Linked DNA regions of Danio rerio: region 1 is linked to region 2. A link is a contact called in public Micro-C data. All regions are on one chromosome and are shown on one strand. The core of a region is the stretch at or near the end of the contact, and the rest is flanking DNA. Distances in the headings are between cores, read along the strand shown. Region 1 has its middle 57 kb from the start of zmiz1a. Region 2 has its middle 76 kb from the start of rps24.

Region 1 (4,837 bases), core at 2,296-4,795, 150 kb after region 2:
GTTATCGTGTAATAAAGTCAATTCAACTCATTAACGATTTGCAAATTAGGCACAATTAGCACAATCCTCTCATCTTTACAGAAGAGGTAAAAAGGTTGTCATCTTTTTTTTTTTTTTTTTTAATGAGAATTTCTGAATTATGCTGGCAGAGAGCAGATAAAATATTGTCATATTTGGTCGCTTTTTGAATACAGTTACAATTGTTGCGAAACGGCATATATTCATATCGTATAGTTTGCACAGAACAATATGCAAGGCAAGAAGTATGTTTGAATTCATAGTATTCAAAAAACAGTAGATGAGAAGTACCTGGATAACCTATTGCTTCCACATGAATTCCATAAAAGGTATACGGTGGAAACTTTACTATCCCATAAGGCTGCTGTGACTTATTTGAAGAATAACGGAAAGCAAAAATACTTGAAACCATCAACATGACAGATGTTGTATATTTAAATTCCATTCATACTACCCACAATTGTACTATTTTGGTCTGAAAATGTTCAAATTATGATGTAGTGCCTACTCAATTAATATGCGATTTTAGCCAATGCTAACTTTAGTCAAATTAGCATCACATATTAACAAGCAAATTAAGACTCGTACTTCAGAAACAGCATCGAAACGAGCATTGTTGAAGCAGACTGGCAACTGACTATATATAGATGTGGACCATTCAGTATCGGTTCAGTAATAGATTATAACTGGTTATTATGCACTGACATCATTTATAATCGCAGCCGTTTCTGTTGAGCGGGTGAAGAGAATGACCCATCATAGGAGTGTAAGAACTCCCTCAACAGCGCTTAAAAAGCAAGTGGGATAATGTTTACATCAGTTTATTTTCTAGAAATGATCATGTTGTCTTATATGCATGAATTTGAGTTTTGTTTAAAACATTCAAAAAGAGTGTTTTTATTGAGCAGGTAAAATAAAGATGCAGTTTATATATCTCACTAGTAGTAAAGGCCAAAATTGTATTACAAATAATATATAAACAGATTTATAGATTTTAATTTAAAAAAATGTATTGTGTTATAAAGAACAAAATCTAATTGTGGATGGAAAGCATCGTCAATGTACCTGATATTGAATTGAATAGAATCGATGGCATAATAATCATAACCGAACTGTGAGACCAGTGTGCACTAGGTTGACACCCCTAATATATATATAGTGTAACACTTTGCCGACATGCTTCAGTACATTTCCTTTATTTCAACACTGTGTCCTCAGTGGAGACAGACATGTTCATTTGGACATCCTACAACTGAACATTTGTGGTGTTTTTGTTTTCTAGTGCAGCTATTGTAGAACCTATAGCTGCTAAAGAGAGTAATCAAAAGTGACTGCTGCAGTGGCACCATGGATGAAAATATGTACATTAAGGGACGATTATATATAATAAGATCCCCTTCCTACATCATAAGGGAAGTGAAATCTGAGCAGCTTGTTATTTTGCATGCTTGCAGAGACCTGCTTACTAAAACAAAGTCCTTTTTGCAATTTTATTAGTTGGTAGATGCACCAGGGACCCAAATATAGCACTTAAACATGGAAAAAGTCCGATTTTGTTGATGTGTCTACTTTAGACGCTCCAGGCTGTGACCTGAGTGCCCAGACAAGTTTCAACAGCCAGATGTAGATGCGACGTGACCCAAACTGGAGGTATGTACTTAGACCTCTCCAGCAGTACAAAAAATGATTAACAACTGAACAAGACAGGGCAGACATCCTCACTTACTTGGTTATAAGATTCAAATCCTGTTAAGAGGCCCGGATATAACACTTTTGCTTGACTTGTGTAAACTTGAGTGGTTCTGTCATTGCATGCAGATTCAACAGGGTGTTTGGGGACTGCCCTGTCAGGTGATATCTGAAACATCATTTTGCTGAAGTCGGAGCCTCATTAAGATGAGGGAGAGAGAGAGAGATAGAGATAGAGAGAGAGAGAGAGAGAGAGAGAGAGAGAGAGAGAGAGAGAGAGAGACTGCTTTTCAGACACTTTATGTAATGACTGGCTTTGATGTTCTGGGCAGGCTAGGACAACAGTCAACTTCTAAAAAAAATCACTCTAAAGTATGCTTACCTTTGCTCAGCATTTGGGATGCCATTTGAAGGCTGTTTTTATTTTAATATGCAGATTTTTTATATAAGACTTATCTAAAATTATTGATTACTATTGTTTTATATTTGTGTTATGTGGATATATCCAGTTTTGTAGAAAAAATTAAATATGTATGATATAGATTATAGTGTATTCACAGGTATATTGTTTATACGCTTATCAACCACTTTATTAGGTACACCTGTTCAACTTCCCTTTAACGCAAATTACTAAATAGCCAATCACAAGGCAGCGACTCAACGCATTTAGGCATGTAGACATCGTAAAGACGAACTGAGCATCAGAATGGGGAAGAAAGGTGATTTAAGTGACTTTGAACATGACGTGGTTTTTAGTTTCAGACGGGTTGTCTGAGTATTTCAGAAACTGCTGATCCTTTGGGATTTCATGCACAACCATCTCTAGGGTGGTCCGAAAAAGAGAAAATATCCAGTGAGTGGCAGTTCTGTGGGTGCAAATGCCTTGTTGATGCCAGAAGTCAGAGGAGAATGGCCAGACTGGTTTGAGCTGATAGAAAGGCAACAGAAACTCAAATAACCACTCGTTACAACCGAGGTATGCAGAAGAGCATCTCTGAACGCACAACACATCCAACCTTGAGGCGAATGGGTACAGCAGCAGAAGACCACAACGGGTGCCACTCCTGTCAGCTAAGAACTGGAAACTGAGGCTACAGTTCACACGGGCTCACCAAAACTGGACAATAGAAGATTGGAAAAACATTGCCTGTACTGATGAGTGTCCATTTCTGTTGAGAAATAGACTTTTGGAATGTGGTGGAACGGGAGATTCGCATAATAGATGTACACCCAACAAATCTGCAGTGACTGCGTGATGCTGTCATGCCAATATAGACTAAAATCTCTGAGGAATATTTGCAGTACCTTGTTGAATCTATACCACAAAGAATTAAGACAATTCTGAATGCAAAAGTGGGTTCAACCCGGTACTAATAAATTGGCCGTTGAGTTTATTTTGTAGTTAAATATATTTTAAGCACACACATACATTTCTTATTATTGTCAGTGTTAAAAACAGAAGTTGAGGGTTGCTTAATATTTTTGTGGAATACTTTTAATTTAATTTAATTTAAACTAATTGCTGATTTTTTTTTTATTACTGACTTAAAACTTTGTATTGAAAAAAAATGCATGCATTTTCAAATACAAGAAAACCCTGTTCTTAAGCAAAACTTTTAACCATCTAAAACTGCTGTATTATGATTAAATTGATTCCAATTTTTTATACTGACCTGGTTTAGTGTGGAAAGACAGTTACACATATGTAGCATTGCAGATGAAATACTATCTGTGTTTGAGCATGTCTGCTTCTTGATCAACCAATGGAGTGAGCTTCAGTGGTAAGTTCCTGTTTGTCAGAACAATGGAGGACTGAAGGAAGGTTCAGGAAGCCTGCCTTGGAAACAGTTAAACAGTCATTATATAGCCCCGTTCGGTGCCGCTAGTGGCACAGAAATTACACACTGCTGCTTTAAGGCCATTAAAGTTGGTTTACAGGCCCCGAGATACCAATAATTACACATAAATGTATAACACTTATATTTAGCTCCTGCGTGGACCTATCAAATTCATCATTCCGGTATTATAGGACTTTTTAAAGAGTTTATCTAGGTTAAGCAGTAATGCGCTGCTCTGTTATCCGAGTCTCAGTGGCGTGAGGCCTCTCTCTTACCCAACACTCCTCGGCTAACAGGAACTCCCTTATTTCCTGAACTCCCCTTGCCATTTCACTCCTGTGCAAAACATACACACAAAGCCTCAGGTGTCACTGTATCCAGAGGCCACAGTTAGCAGCTGTAAAAGTGCCAACAATATGTCTGTTAATGAAAAAGACTAGTAGCATAGTTTCTAACTGCAAATATGTCTAACAAAGAAATATGTCTGTCCACACTGTATGCAAAAATGCAACACAGCCAATCAAAACATATTTGATGTGGAGATTAAGATCAGAGATGTTTAACAATGGGTAGGGCCAATGTGTAAAACTCCATTGCTGCATCCAAAATCACATACTAAATAGTAGGTGATACAATTGGTTTGAAACTTGTGTAGGGATTATTAAAATATGGCACAATATTAGATTTGTTTCTGGTATTTTCAAACTCCATTTGGCTGAGCTGATGCAGATATGTTTCTGCTTGCGTTTTTTGTGAAGGGTTAATACACTGTGATTTTTGTTCCCGTAAGTGGTAGCTACTCAGAATGAATTAAAATCAGACCCCAATTGATGATTTGTTCTATCATCGAATTCACTTTATTTTATTTTTTTTCTTGATTTTGTAAGCGTAATACTGCAGTTCCTGAATACAATTCTCATTTGGAAGCGACTAAGAATCAGTGGGAGACTTCTTGAGAGAGGGATATTACTGTATATCAAACAAGACATTTTATGACATAACTTCTTGTATTTTTGTGTATTTTATTTTATTTTTGTTGTCTAAAGGCTGGTTTATACTACAGTGTCAAGTGATCGGTGTGACCCACGGTGCCTACCTTGCACTTAGTCGTGCATTTAAACTTCTACGTGTTGTTTGTGTCCTCTGTGTTCTGTAACTTCCGAAACGCTAGCTGGCAGTACATTTTTATGTTTCTCTGTGTCGTGTTTCTTCGTGGATTTTTTTTTTCTTTTTCTGAACACTACCTTAATTTACAAGTAGCTAAAACTCGCTGGTTCGAAGGCAGGAACCGG
Region 2 (4,732 bases), core at 1,934-4,433:
CATAGATAATTAAATCAGATTAGACAATTAGCATCTCGCTCAAAAAAACTAGCAACTTTTCACTTTCCATTGGTCACGAAGATTCAAGCTTTAAATATTACAATTATTGAAACTCTTTGGTCATTTTTGAGTAAGATGTTCATGGTCTAATACAATTCAATGACCTATGCTAAGCTAAGCTAAAAGTGTTCCTGCCAGATTGGTTGAATTGATTTAAAAATGGTTAAACTCAAATGTTTAAATGTCTAAAAGTTGTAAAATGAGCCTATTTTCTAAAAAAGTAGTGTTCCTTTAAGAGTTCCTAGCAATATATAATAGTTCATCCTAGAAATTTCAGGTCAGTCAAAAGCAATATGAATTAGCACCCAGATGTATTCTTCAAGAGAAAATCAAAATGGAACAATGGTGCCCTGCTAATATATTTAAACCATGTCATTTCTCTCGCGCCTTACACAACTTATCTATTACAGCTTGCGTGGGATCCGTTAGGCAGTTCCTTTTTTCATGTCGAGCCGTGTACAGAGGGAAGACCACCCTCATTGGGAATTGAGTGCAAGTTAATTTCAACCCACACAATGACACAATCTCGAAGACTGCAGAACAGTCTTTTGTACAGCACGTCTCCCCCAACCCAGTCAGTGGGAGGCATTAGCATCCCTGTCATCAGTGCCTGAGAGCCATCACTGCTTTGAAGGATTAACTTCATTAGCATGTTTTCATGCCACTCGTCTTCTAATTGCCCAATTGAAGCGCCCACTTGTTGTGCTTGTGAAACATGCCTGGACTCACAAGGCAGAGTCCAGGACTTCTGTCTCAAGGTTATCGCGTTTGTTTTATCAAGTTATATTGATGTTGGTTGAACTTTTCCATCGTTGTTGAGGCCTTTGGCGTGTTCAGAAACAAGTCAGAATTTGTTTAAGTTCCGTTTTAGTGTTGGCTGTAATTCAGATTGGAATTGAGATATTCTTTTGAATGGAAATGAGCTTGAGTTGAATTTGAAGTGGGGTTGAAACTGTTTTTCAATTATACAAGAAAACTTTGTCAAGACAGAATGTAAAATTTGATTGAATAAAATGGTTTATTCTATAAGCTACTGATGACATTTCTTCCCGATTTAAAATAGAAAATGCCATCATTTATAGCTTTTTGTGCATAAAATATCAAAACGATGTCATGGTTTAAGACATGTTTATATTTATTTTGGACATCACAATAAAAATGTTCTGTATCTTTAAAAATGTATATATCTTTGCAAATATACACTTATAAACAATAACATTGAAATATAATTTGAAAATAGGAACATTTGTGTCTCTGGATTAATTGGTTTCAGTATGGGTTTGAATAAAATGTTAAAATTGTGTTAAAAGTTTTCCTTTATAAAAGGTGGCTAACATTTCTTTCAAATTTTACGTTTTCCCAAAAAAGAGCAGTTTGTCACATTAACAGATGTGTTCAATTGTTGTGAATGAAACTCTTCAGATATTCAAACTGTATTCAAATATGCAAATATTTATTTTGTAACTTTTCTGAAGTTAAAACATTAGTGTTGTGATGTGTAAAAACATAGCATCTTTTTGATATTTTATGCACAAAAAGCTATAAATGACAGCATTTTTTTTTAAATGTAAAGAAATGTCATCGGTAGTTTCTAGAATAACACATTTTACTCAAATCATAAATTAATTATTAAAATAAGAACTCTTCAAATTTTTTTTATATACAATGATATTATAAATCTGCATTTAATATTTAAAATGCGTAAACCTTAAAAAGTCTTAAATTCACTTTAATATTGTGTTGTAGGTCTTAAATCATGTTAAACAGGTCTTAATTTTCCTATGTCCAAGTTTTTATTGCAAAGAGATACAATTTACAACATTTGTTAGATCTGTTAGATTAAATTTACAGCAAATTCTCTAAAATAAATTCCCTAAGCAGGGAAAGAAAACTAAAGCAACACATCCCTTTACATGATCTTCCAATAACACAAAAACTATTTACAGAAGTAACCGACCCATTAGAAAAAATCCTTGGTGTTTAGCCCTTCATAAGTCTTAAATTTCATTCCTAATGGTCTTATAAAGTTGAATCAGAATTTTTATAATGTTTAACAGAGCAAGGAAATGTTCACTGATCAATGTCGGATAATATTTTTTGTTTCGGAGAAAGTCTTAATTGTTTTATTTTGGCTAGAATAAATTTTTAAAAATTCATTTAGGGTCAAAATTATTAGCCCCTTTAAGCTAAATATTTTTTTCTTGATAGTCTACACAACAAACCATCATTATACAATAACTTGCCTAATTACCCTAACCTGCCTATAGTTAACCTAATTAACCAAGTTAAGCCTTTAAACGTCATTTTAAGCTGTATAGAAGTGTCTTGGAAAATATCTAGTCAAATATTATTTACTGTCATCATGGCAAAGATAAAATAAATCAGCTATTAGATATATGTTATTAAAACTATTATGTTTAGAAATGTGTTGAAAAAAACTTGGGGAAAAAATAAACAGGGAGGCTAATAATTCTGACTTCAACTGTGTGTATATATATATATATATATATATATATATATATATATATATATATATATATATATATATATATATATATATATATATATGAAGTGCATTAACAGTTTACAAACTGTATATAGACTGAAATGTTGCCTACAGACATGCATATTAGTGTGGCTTGCCATTCCTTTTCAAATTCCACATTAACTTCCAGCTGTAGGTGTGGCCAGATCAGTTCAAATACACACTCACGCATGCAGACAATTTGTCAGGTGTATTCCTGCAATGTATTGTGATCAGGGACATCATGCTTCCTTTTTAAGGGGTACTGGAGGAAGTATTGGCTTACTTGGAGATACAATACAGTACAGATACAATAAGGTAACACTTTGTAACAACTGAGCAGTTTTTCCTAAGAATCAGAGTTGTACTACACATTCCATTTATTCAAATAGCCATGGTCATTTTATTCAAATGTTTGAGCAGAGGGAATAAAACAGCGAGAGACTATTGCATCAAACATTTCCATCCAGTGTCACCCTGCCTCAGCGACCACAGGGAGAGATGGAAATCCAAAATCAAAGTAGCATGTATACATAGCCCGCGGCCCTCCTCTCATTTCCCTTATGAATCACAAATACAGATACTGCATGCCTAAACTCAAGCCCTTGCCCTCTGAAGTTCTCTGCTACATGATGTCATGAACAGGAAGGTATTTCTCAGTCTCAACCTGTCTGCTCATGCCAGTTCTCCAGTAATACGATACACATCTAAAGGCTCTGAGAAAATGCTGGTCATTCTCACACAAGGGCTTCATTTATTTCCTGAGAAGGAGGCTCATTTCCCCCGCAATGCAGCCCCGGACTGCGTTTTATGCAGCAATTGAAAGTCCTAATGCACTTATTGCATGATCAAGTGATGTAAGGGATGCTGCGTTTATGCAACACGCAGTGAACACATTTAAATGCCAACTTTATTTTCACTTCAACATTGTGTAATCCAAACATGGGATCATTTGTTGTGTATTGGCTAGCAATTACCAACATCAATGATTTAAAGTGAAATGTAAAAGATGAATGTCAAGGTTTGTTAGAAAAGCTTTCAATGTCAAAACGCCGTGCCTCTGAGAGGTTAGAGAATGTCTGATTTAAGAACCAACAATCAATAGACTTAAAAAGGTTATGTGGATCAATATAAAATTGTTTAGATCACTAGCGCTATCATTTGATTATTGCTATCTTGAAGAAAAGAAAACATCTTCTGTTAAAGGTGAACAATGATGTTACATAAACGGATAGTTCACCCAAAACTGACAATCATCATATACTCATCCTTTACTTTTCACAGCCTGTTTTAGTTCCTTTTTTCTTTTAAAATCTAAATAAGTTATTTTGAAAATTGTTGGAAACCGGTAAATATTGACATTCATAGTATTTGTACTAGTATCATATTTGTATCATCATTGTTCATAGTATCGGTTTCTAACATATTCGGTTTACCGGTTTCTAACATACTGTTGTGATGAGTCAGAAGGCATTGAATCCATTTGCAAGCTTTATTAAGAGCACACATACAAACAAACACAAAGGGGCAATCCAGGAGACAGACCGTGGGACAGGCACAAGTTCAAAGGCAGGCAGATATCTTACTGGTCAGAATAACAGGCTGGAGATCAGAGGCAGGCAGATGTCTTTCGTAATCGTAGAACAAGCACAGGGTCAGAAACACAGATCAGTCCGAAGCAGGGAGTATGGAACGCTCAGAAATGACAGCCAGGCAAATCAAGACTTCGCAACGAACCGGAGCGTGAGTGTGGTATATATACACGAGAGCTGATGAGTTGCACCTGGACCGTAATCAGTGCCAGGTAGCAGGGCTTATGGGATTTTGAGTCCGTGAGTCGAATCAGAATTCTGGCGATGGTTCCCTCTGGTGGTGCACAAGAGGGTTGGCATCGCCCTCATTTACAACAGAACCCCCCTCCTGCGAGCGGCTCCTGAAGCGAGAAGGCACCTGACGCCGGGGTCTACCGCGCTGTCGGGGGGCTGGTTTCTCTGGGAACCTTTGATGAAACTCTTCCGTGAGAGTTGGGTCTAGAATATCTCTAGCATTCACCCAGGACCGTTCCTCTGGACCGTACCCTTCCCAGTCCACCAGATATTGGAGGGCGCCACCCCGACGTCGAGAGTCCAGCACTTCTCGAACGAGGTA

What was found. A called contact is a pair of places that touch in the nucleus more often than the background predicts.
Region 1: a Micro-C map of caudal fin shows a contact between it and region 2, with 4 times the contacts expected there. The contact joins two enhancer-like sites. A contact is called at or near these places in 1 of 18 Hi-C or Micro-C datasets (caudal fin) and 1 of 4 datasets of contacts at active chromatin or transcription factors (caudal fin).

What each region holds. Positions count from the first base shown.
Region 1 is chr13:33,841,151-33,845,987 of GRCz12tu, forward strand. It overlaps a transcript of zmiz1a not described here. Among named protein-coding and RNA genes, the nearest start is that of zmiz1a, 57 kb to the right of the region's middle. Within about 2 kb of position 3,546, at least 20 of the 62 cell types and tissues checked have an H3K27ac peak or open chromatin away from gene starts, as enhancers often do. A contact at or near this core is called in caudal fin, where this site is marked.
Region 2 is chr13:33,695,503-33,700,234 of GRCz12tu, forward strand. No RefSeq gene overlaps it. Among named protein-coding and RNA genes, the nearest start is that of rps24, 76 kb to the left of the region's middle. Within about 2 kb of position 3,184, at least 10 of the 62 cell types and tissues checked have an H3K27ac peak or open chromatin away from gene starts, as enhancers often do. A contact at or near this core is called in caudal fin, where this site is marked.